2 separate regions of the Sus scrofa genome follow, and region 1 is linked to region 2. Evidence: chromatin contacts called from public Hi-C data. All regions are on one chromosome and are shown on one strand. Each heading gives the region's core, a stretch centred on a gene start, on an enhancer-like site or on the middle of the called end of the contact. The rest is flanking DNA. Distances are from core to core; before and after follow the strand shown. Region 1 holds the start of HMGCR (3-hydroxy-3-methylglutaryl-CoA reductase). Region 2 holds the start of GFM2 (ribosome-releasing factor 2, mitochondrial).

Region 1 (4,204 bases), core at 1,415-3,914, 540 kb after region 2:
TATGTTCCCTTGACCCCATCCCCACTTTCCCCTTCATGTCCTTGCCAAATTTTGTGATTTATCATTAAGTACAAATTATTATTTAAGTGCAATAACGATTCTTTTGACACCTATTTGGAGGACCATATAGAACATACAACTAGGAGTTCCCATCATGGCTCAGTGGTTAATGAATCTGACTAGTATCCATGAGGATGAGGGTTCGATCCCTGGCCTTGCTCAATGGGTTAAGGATCTGGTGTTGCCCTGAGCTGTGGTGTAGTTTGCAGGTGCGGCATGGATCCTGTGTTGCTGTGGTGGTAGTGTAGGCCGGCAGCTACAGCTCCGATTAGTCCCCTAGCCTGGAAACCTCCATATGCCGCAGGTGCTGCCCTAGAAAGGCAAAAGATGAAAAAAAAAGAACATACAGCTAGACAATTAAAGACTGTTTATTGCTTGCTTTTGGACTCACAATCTCATTGGAGCTCTTAATGAAGCAGAGTTTGGGGACGAAATTTTCTAATCTTGATCTAAAGACTTTTGTTGAAACACCTTCATAAACCTTATTTGAATTTATAGTAAGCATTTGTATAAGTTATAACTTATAATTCTGAGATACCTGGCCCTTTTGGCTTCTAGAGATATTGAAAGTATGACAAAGTTTCTAGGCCCTTGGTAGTTACAGATCTTTTTCTTCTTCTTCCTTTTGATAAGACTCTTAATAGGATACTGCAATCTTTGGTTAGTTTCCCTTAGTCTTCTTCACTGGGAAAACTCTTTCCTTCCACTCTAATTAATTCAACAAATATTTAACAATCATCCAACTCTACAAAGGGGTATAAGGTTCATAAAGGCAGTTTCCATGTCTGCTCCTATATTTCTAGTGCCAACCAAAGCACATAATGGGCATACCAAAAGTATTTGGTAGGAGTTTCCATTGAAGCTCAGCAGAAGCAAATCTGACTAGTATCCATGAGGACGAAGGTTCAATCCCTGGGCTCTCTCAGTCAGTTAAGGATCGAGTGTTGTGTGAACTATGGCGTTGGTTGTAGACTCGGCTCAGATCTGGCATTGTGGTGGCTGTGGCATAGGCCAGTGGCTACAGTTCCAAGTGGACCCCTAGCCTGGGAACCACCATATGCTGCAGTTGCAGCTATAAAAAGACAAAAGAAAAAAAAAGAAAACAGCTGAAAGTATCTGGTAAAGAGCTATGAATAAAGATCCCATACCAAAGCAGTGAAAGATAGTGGAACCAGTATAAGCTTTAGATTTGGGTTCAAATCCCAAGTTCCTCAACTATTATCCTATGTGATCTACAGCAAGTTGCTTAACAAACTCTTTTTCCTTATAAATGGAAATATTATCTATTTCCTAGGGATTATGAGATTTTAGTAAGATAAGTTTATTAAAACTCCTACTGAGTGTATATAATATGTATCAGGGACTGTTTCAAGTTTCAGTGGACTGCAGTTCCTGCTCTTAAGAAATTTCCACATAAAAAGTTATTAAGACAAGTCACAGAATATGGACATGTTAATGGTGGTTACAGTAGGGAGAATGATATGTATCTGATGGAATCAGGAAAAGCGGTGACATATGAAATGGTCCTTGAAGGAGTTAGGATTTCAACAATTAAAATGTGCAGGCATATCTACGTCAAACAAAGAGAACATAAAGAGGGAGGTAAAAAGGTACTGAATGTACTGAAAAAAGGTCAGTTACTCAGGTTGACACAGTGAGAGACACACAAGAAATATGGGGTGGGGCCATACTGGGGTTCCCAGATTCTTTAAACCAGTAGACTGTGAGCAACTCTCCATGGTTTGGTGGCAGATCTACAGAACAATAGGATTGGAAGGTGGAAGCACTTAAGAGTGGAGAGACCAGTTAGGAGAGGCTGTTGCATTATTTCAGGCAAGATATAATAAAGGCTTGCAGCAGGGAGGGGGCAAGGGGAAAGCAGACAAGACAAAGAAGGCACATTTCAAATCTGTAACCAGTGCCTTGCACTGGAGGGAGAGAGGGAGAAAAGGAGAGAAGGAGATGGGAGGAAATGAGACAGAGACCTCAAGACTGGAGCCATTTACACTATTTATAGTAACAGGTAAGTCACAGTAAAATGTTGGTTTAGATTTCAGATATGGGTCTGCTTGAGATTTGGGTTAAACTTCTCTGCCACCTTCCCTTTTTTATTACACCGTTTTTCAGAGCCACCTTCACTTCCCTCCACCACTCTCCACTGAGTAATTGAGTTTTCTATCCTTGACCTGACCCTGCGTTTATCTGCACGCTCCAATTCTGCTCGCTACTACTGCTTCCCATAGTACTTTCACAGGCGGGGTGACCGCAGGTCAGGTCCTGGGCTGTAGGACACTCCACCAGCCAGATCCCCTATCGTCTTCGCCTAGACAGCTTCCATGCGTGCGCCCCCACGTCTCTTTGACCAATAGGCAGACCCTGGTGCTGGGACTCGACTGGCTATTGGTTGGCCGAGCCGTGGTGAGAGATGGTGCGGTACAAGTTCTCTGCACTGGTGAGAGCTATGGGCGGTTGTTAAGGCGACCGTTCGTGACGTAGCGCCGTCAGGCCGAGCAACCCCCAGATGATTGGCTAGACGATCGGACGATCCTTCTTTATTGGTCGCAGACTCGCCCGGTTCCGAGCGTGCGTACAACGAAGGTTCCTTCCGCTCCGCGTCTCCGTTGACTGGAGACGGGCGGAGCGCCGGCTTCCCGGGTCTGTGTCCTCTAGTGAAACCAGGAGGTGAGGAGGGCGGTGGCCGGGGCGGCGGTAGGTGAGAGCTGATTAGGGTCGTGTTGGTGGAGGTTTTCGAGCTCCGTCCAGCCCTGGGAAGGGGAAGCCGGCACCTCCTGCAGACCCGGGGGGAACTGTGCTGGTGGGTTTGCCCGGAGTGGAGCCCGGCCCCGCGGGGACTGCGAGGAGACGTCCTTGAGGCGCAGCTGGCCGAGCCGCGGCCGGCACCGATGCCGGGGAGCCCGTTGGCCAGGCTGGGCCGGAGGGGGTGAGGCGGGCAGGTCTCCGAGGGGCTGCCGTCACCATCGGTAGACCGGCGGGGTGTGGCCGGGTTAGTCGGCTCTGTCCGAAGTCGGCGGTGCTGGCCGCTGGGTCACGATCGCCAGGCGGAAAGAGTGCCAGGCAGGGTGACCTCGGAATTCCCTAGATTCGAGAAATACTGGGGGCTGCGGGACAACCGAGCCCGCATCTCGGGGAAAGGACTTGTCCGTCAGGTGTGGGCGTTCACGCCCAGGCTGTGCTGTTCACACCAGGCTCACGCCCTGGCGCTGCCGTTCGTCAGCACCTTTTTTTCCCGTAAATGATGCTGACTAGCTCAGAGTCTGAAAGAACCTTAGATCTGCATACATGCACCCGGTTATTTCCAGGAGAAACGGATTGAGAGGATGCAGAGCCCAATGTAGAGACTCAACCAAAGGATCCTAAAGGATTTTTTTTTTTTTTTTTTTTAAGGGGCAGAGTCTCCTTGGTGCTGATTTCCTTGAGTCCAAACCTAGTAGGTTTTCCGGAAATATTTGGTTTTGAATAGGATAAACATACCTTGGAGGTTCAAAAATAGAACAGACAATTTTTGCAGTAGGAAGAGGTTGATGTACTCCATCTTAAATGGTCGTTTGAGATTTTTCGGATTTGAGGACATGCTTTCTTAGACTTGGTCCTGAGAAGTCATGGGAAACATTAATTTCCAGGCCATTCTAAATAAATTCTGTATAATTTCAGATCCCGCAGTGTAGAGAATGTATTTTTTGTTTGCTCGTGAATTTATTTTTCTCTCTGTGCAGTGAAAGACATTTTATGATTTAGAGGTAATCTAGCAAAGGCCCAGAGTGTACTTTGGGGATAGACTGGATTTTGAGGGCCTCCTTTGTGGTAGTGTCTTTCCATTTAGTGATAAACTTGGCAGTAAAGAAAAATGGGAGTTAGTAATATGAAAACTAAAAAATGTGCAAAGATTACATCATTAACATGTGAAAACTGTTGAGGTGGCATGAGCATTTCAAGATAGTGTGCGCATGTGCACATGTATGCATGTGTTCTTTTTATTCTTGCGTGATCTATATCATGGAGCAATAACCACTTAGATCAGTATCTGATTAGGTTGACCATATGAAATTCCTGATGTTTGAAATGTGTCCATTTTCCCCCTGCAAAAATAGCAGTTTCATATGGCTCACTTAATACTTCTTCGTCA
Region 2 (4,314 bases), core at 1,383-3,882:
CTTAGTCGGATTCGTTAACCACTGCGCCACGTCGGGAACTCCTAGACCAAACATTTTTAAAACTTACTCCAACGCTGCTTCCCAAAGTCAACACCTATAATTACTTTAGGTTATAGACCCCCCCCCCAAAAATCACTTAGTAAATAAATGTTAGAAAAAACAGCCAACAAAATCTGTGATTCTGTAGATAAGTGCGGCTTACAATGATGTTAAAGTTATTTACATTAAAATATGAACTTAAGGAGTTCCCGTCGTGGTGCAGTGGTTAACGAATCCGACTAGGAATCATAAGGTTGCGGGTTCGGTCCCTGCCCTTGCTCAGTGGGTTAACGATCCGGCGTTGCCGTGAGCTGTGGTGTAGGTCGCAGACACGGCTCGGATCCCGAGTTGCTGTGGCTCTGGTGTAGGCTGGTGGCTACAGCTCCGATTCGACCCCTAGCCTGGGAATCTCCATATGCCGCAGGAGCGGCCCAAGAAATAGCAAAAAGACCGAAAAAAAAAAAAAATGAACTTAAGGAAAACTATTAAGTAATTAATAGCACAGGTGACATTAAGCTGTCAGTCTTAAAAAGGTAGTACTCAGATCACTCAAGTGGGAAATACTGTTTTAATCTATATTTGACCTATACCTTTCAATTAAATAACCTCATCTCATCAACTCCCCACTTAAAAACCTGTAAAGCTTTTTTGTTTGTTTTTGGCTGCACCCAGAAATTGACTCCAAGCCCCCTGCTAAGACCTATGCGGCAGCTGCGTCAACACTGGACCCTTTCGACCCACTGTGACTGCTGCCAAACTCGGCCTTTGTCTGCCACTGCCGAATAGAAACGTGGAGTTAGGATTGTGGGTGAAGGAGGGAAAAAAAAAAAAAAACCCAGCTTTATTGCTTTGCCAAGCGAAGGAGGGTAACAGCAGGCTAATGCCCTAAAGACTGTGCCCCCCCCCCCCGTTAGGAAGAATTTGGGGGAGTTTTATAGTAAAAAGGAGAAAAACAGGTTTTCATATAGGAATCAGGATTGGGGCAGACATGAATTCTTTCTTTCTTTGAGGGAATCAAAGCTGACATCAGGGGCTCATGATGGTGGTCTTCTGGGTTATTGCCTAAAATAACAGTATTTGCAAAAAGGGCATATTTACATTGTAAATCAAGTACAATCAAAAAAAATTTTAAGGCACTATTGATCAGAGATTAAAACTGGAAAAGTTCCAAAAAAACACCATGTGCTAATGATTTTTAACCCACAGGCAACTGTGCTCAGGGTGCCTAATCTTTAGCTTACAGGTGACTGTGTTCAGAATGCAATCAAGCCAGTGAGAAGGACAAGGAAGGACTTTAAGCTGTTCAATTTTAAAGTATTCACTTCTAAAAAAAAGCGGAAGGAATATAACTTTTCTCTTCGGTATATAAGATCCCTATATAATTATGTGTATCCCTTGAGAGGGAACCAGGATCCTGCCCCAAGGCTAATGTTTCTTGATTGCTCCTCCCTTGTCTTTGTATCCCTTTCCTTCCCTGATGATCAACTGTCTGAACCTGTCCCTTGGAACTTAGGGAGAATCAGGGGAGGCTGAATGAGGCCCATTTCCTAAAAACAAGAAAGGGGGGATAGAGAAAGGCTTTTGTGCCCAGGAGCCCCACAGGGACATGCTCAGTGACATGACTGGCTGAGAATAAAACCGTAGCCTCAGAGGGCCACCCCACACTGCAGTCAAGTCCCTAACCCACTGCACCACAGGGGGAACTCTTGTAAAGTTTCTTAATATAACAAATCTGATCCAAACTACCTTCACAGCCTTGTACCCTACCTTATACCAGCAACTCCCACCAAAATTCCCCAGATACACCATGCTCTGACATCTTGACACCACTGCCTGAAAGCAGTCCTGGAATTGACAATGCCACACACCTGGTAAATTTCTATTTGATCTTCAAGGCCCAGCTTAGAAGACTTTGCTAATTTCCTACAAATTTACTTCCTTCTCTGTGCTTCATAACACTTGGAACTTATATTTACTCATGCCAAATACATTTCCAAGTTTTCTCCACTACCATCAGCTCCCCAAAAGAAGGGATCTTCTTAAAACAAATCCACTCAACATCGTCCTGTGCACCAAAAGTCCTCAGGATTTCAGAAATTAGTCCCCGAAAACAGGACGTTGTCTTTTCTGACAGTAGAGACCCAGTAATTTTACTTTCCTCTACAATAAGTTTTCATTCCTCGTCATTCTTCTCAATCATGAACACATTACACACGCCGACAGGAGCAAAGATCAGTCGCTCTCGCTTAAAAGAGAGAAAAGCCTACACGTGGGCGGACACAGGGCTGGGGAGTGATAAGGGCGAGACCTTGCTGTCCTCATATTTTCCTGGCTATAGCATCCTAGAAGGTCGCCGGTGGCCACTGTGGGGCATAGTCCTAGGCACGCTGGAGTAGCAATAAGCGGCCCGGTACGCACCTGGCATTCGGTCGCATTCCGTATTTCCGCCTTTCCCCGCCGGGCTGGTGAGAGCAGAGGTGCCGGTGGCACTCACGCCTGCAAAGGCCTCACGTCACTATCTCCTACCTGCCTGAACGCCGGAATACCGGTGAATGGAACCTCAACCTTTTTTGCTCCGCCTCCACAGGCGTGGCACTTCACCACTTCCGGCGGTACCTCTCCCAAATGCCGCCGGCCAGCAACTTCCGCCCTTCGAGCTGAAACTGAAGAACGACGGCTCGGAACGGCTGCTTTGTGCTTTCTGTGAGGTCGGTCGTTCTAGAAGCGACCCTTTCCTGTCGCGGCCGGCGTGGAGTCGGCTGGTGAATCTCTGAGATCCGAAAATTAAGAGTTTCTTCTCGTCCCCGCTGCTCCGCCGGGTGGCTCGGCGGCCGTCACCATGGTGAGGAGGTCGCCTCCGGCACTCGCACTCTTGTCCTAGAGCCTCAGAGGTGGCGGGGCCCAGGGGCTCGGGCTGGCGGTGAGGGGTGGTAGGCGGAAGTGAGGTGCTGCTGAAGGAATGAGGGTGGACTTTGAGGTGCGCTCTGTGCAGCGAAAACTTCACTTTTGGGACAGAGTAGAATTTTTACCAGAGAACGAGCTGTGGAGCCTGACAGGTTTCACTGTGTTAAATTCCTGGCTTCGCCCAAAGTTGTGTGGCCATCAGTGCCAGAGACTTGTGATTCCTCTATAGGAATCACTTTAATCGGGCTTTAATCGCGCATCACTCTTCAGCTCTAGCAGCTAATGAATTGCAGAGCCAGGTTTACAGGCCGCAACAGACTGCCAGAGACTTTGTTTCTGCTCTGTGTTTAATGTTTTTCTCTACAAAATGGCATTCCACATACCTTTTTCACGGTTGCTGCGAAGTTTATGTGACAGAAGTAAAAATGTACAAATAGCGATGATATTGAAAACACCACACCTGATAACGTAGTACTTTGTTGATTGTTACTTACTCTCCGTGCTGGAGTCGGGTATACACCTTTTATTTTTTAGTCTTAAAATACAAATGGACTCTGGTGGTGTGTTTAAAATAAAACAAAATTGGCATGTGAAATTAAAAATGCACTTAAAAAGCAAAAAGGGATCCCATACATTGCTAATGAAACGTAGCAATAATACAGCCACCTTGAAAACAGTTCAGCATAGGTCTGCAGAAAGACTTATGTGCAAATATTTATTCACTATAAACTGAGAACAGCCAAAGTATCCATCGGTTGACAAATGAATAAACAAATGGTGGTATATCCTCCAATGATTGCTTGTCAGTAACAGGGGTTGAAATAGGATACGTGCAACAACCTGAGGGAATCTGACAAGCCTTGGGGTAAGTGAAAGAAACTAGATGCAAAAGTCTGTACTGTAGATTCCATTTACATTTCATTCTGGAAAAAGGAAAACTAGAACAATAGGTATCAGGTTGGAGGTGGGAAAAGAGGACTGATTTCAAAGTGACAAGGGAAATTTTAGGAGTGTTGGAAATATTTTTAATCTTGATTGTGGTAATACAGAGCTGTACAGCTTGTCAAAACTTATATAACTCTATACCTACACCTCAGAAGGGCACATTTCATTGTATGTATGTAAATTATGCTTCAGTAAACCTGAATAACATTTTAGATTTTCAAATAAAGTATACAAATAATGATGGTATTGAAAAGCCAGGTTACTGATGTTCAGAAAAGAGAGATTCTGGCATCAGATCGTCCCATTTGTGGTCCATTGGATTTCAGACAGTTCCCTTCACAGTAACTTCCACTGAGATTATTACAGATGTTAATCCTGATGTGTCATGTTATCCAGGATCAAAATTTATGTAACCTACATCATGCG

Evidence for each region. Hi-C and Micro-C count contacts between places; a contact is called where the count stands out from the background.
Region 1: a contact with region 2 is called in a Hi-C map of skeletal muscle, with 6 times the contacts expected there. The contact joins the promoter of HMGCR here to the promoter of GFM2 in region 2. A contact is called at or near these places in 2 of 47 Hi-C or Micro-C datasets (embryonic fibroblasts and skeletal muscle).

The regions. Positions count from the first base shown.
Region 1 is chr2:84,377,581-84,381,784 of Sscrofa11.1, forward strand. HMGCR (3-hydroxy-3-methylglutaryl-CoA reductase) reads left to right here and starts at 2,665. Exons shown (of 20, transcript NM_001122988.1): 1 at 2,665-2,742.
Region 2 is chr2:83,841,200-83,845,513 of Sscrofa11.1, forward strand. GFM2 (ribosome-releasing factor 2, mitochondrial) reads right to left here and starts at 2,633. Exons shown (of 22, transcript XR_001307056.2): 1 at 2,458-2,633. NSA2 (ribosome biogenesis protein NSA2 homolog) reads left to right here and starts at 2,694. Exons shown (of 6, transcript XM_003123703.4): 1 at 2,694-2,881. The coding sequence starts at 2,879.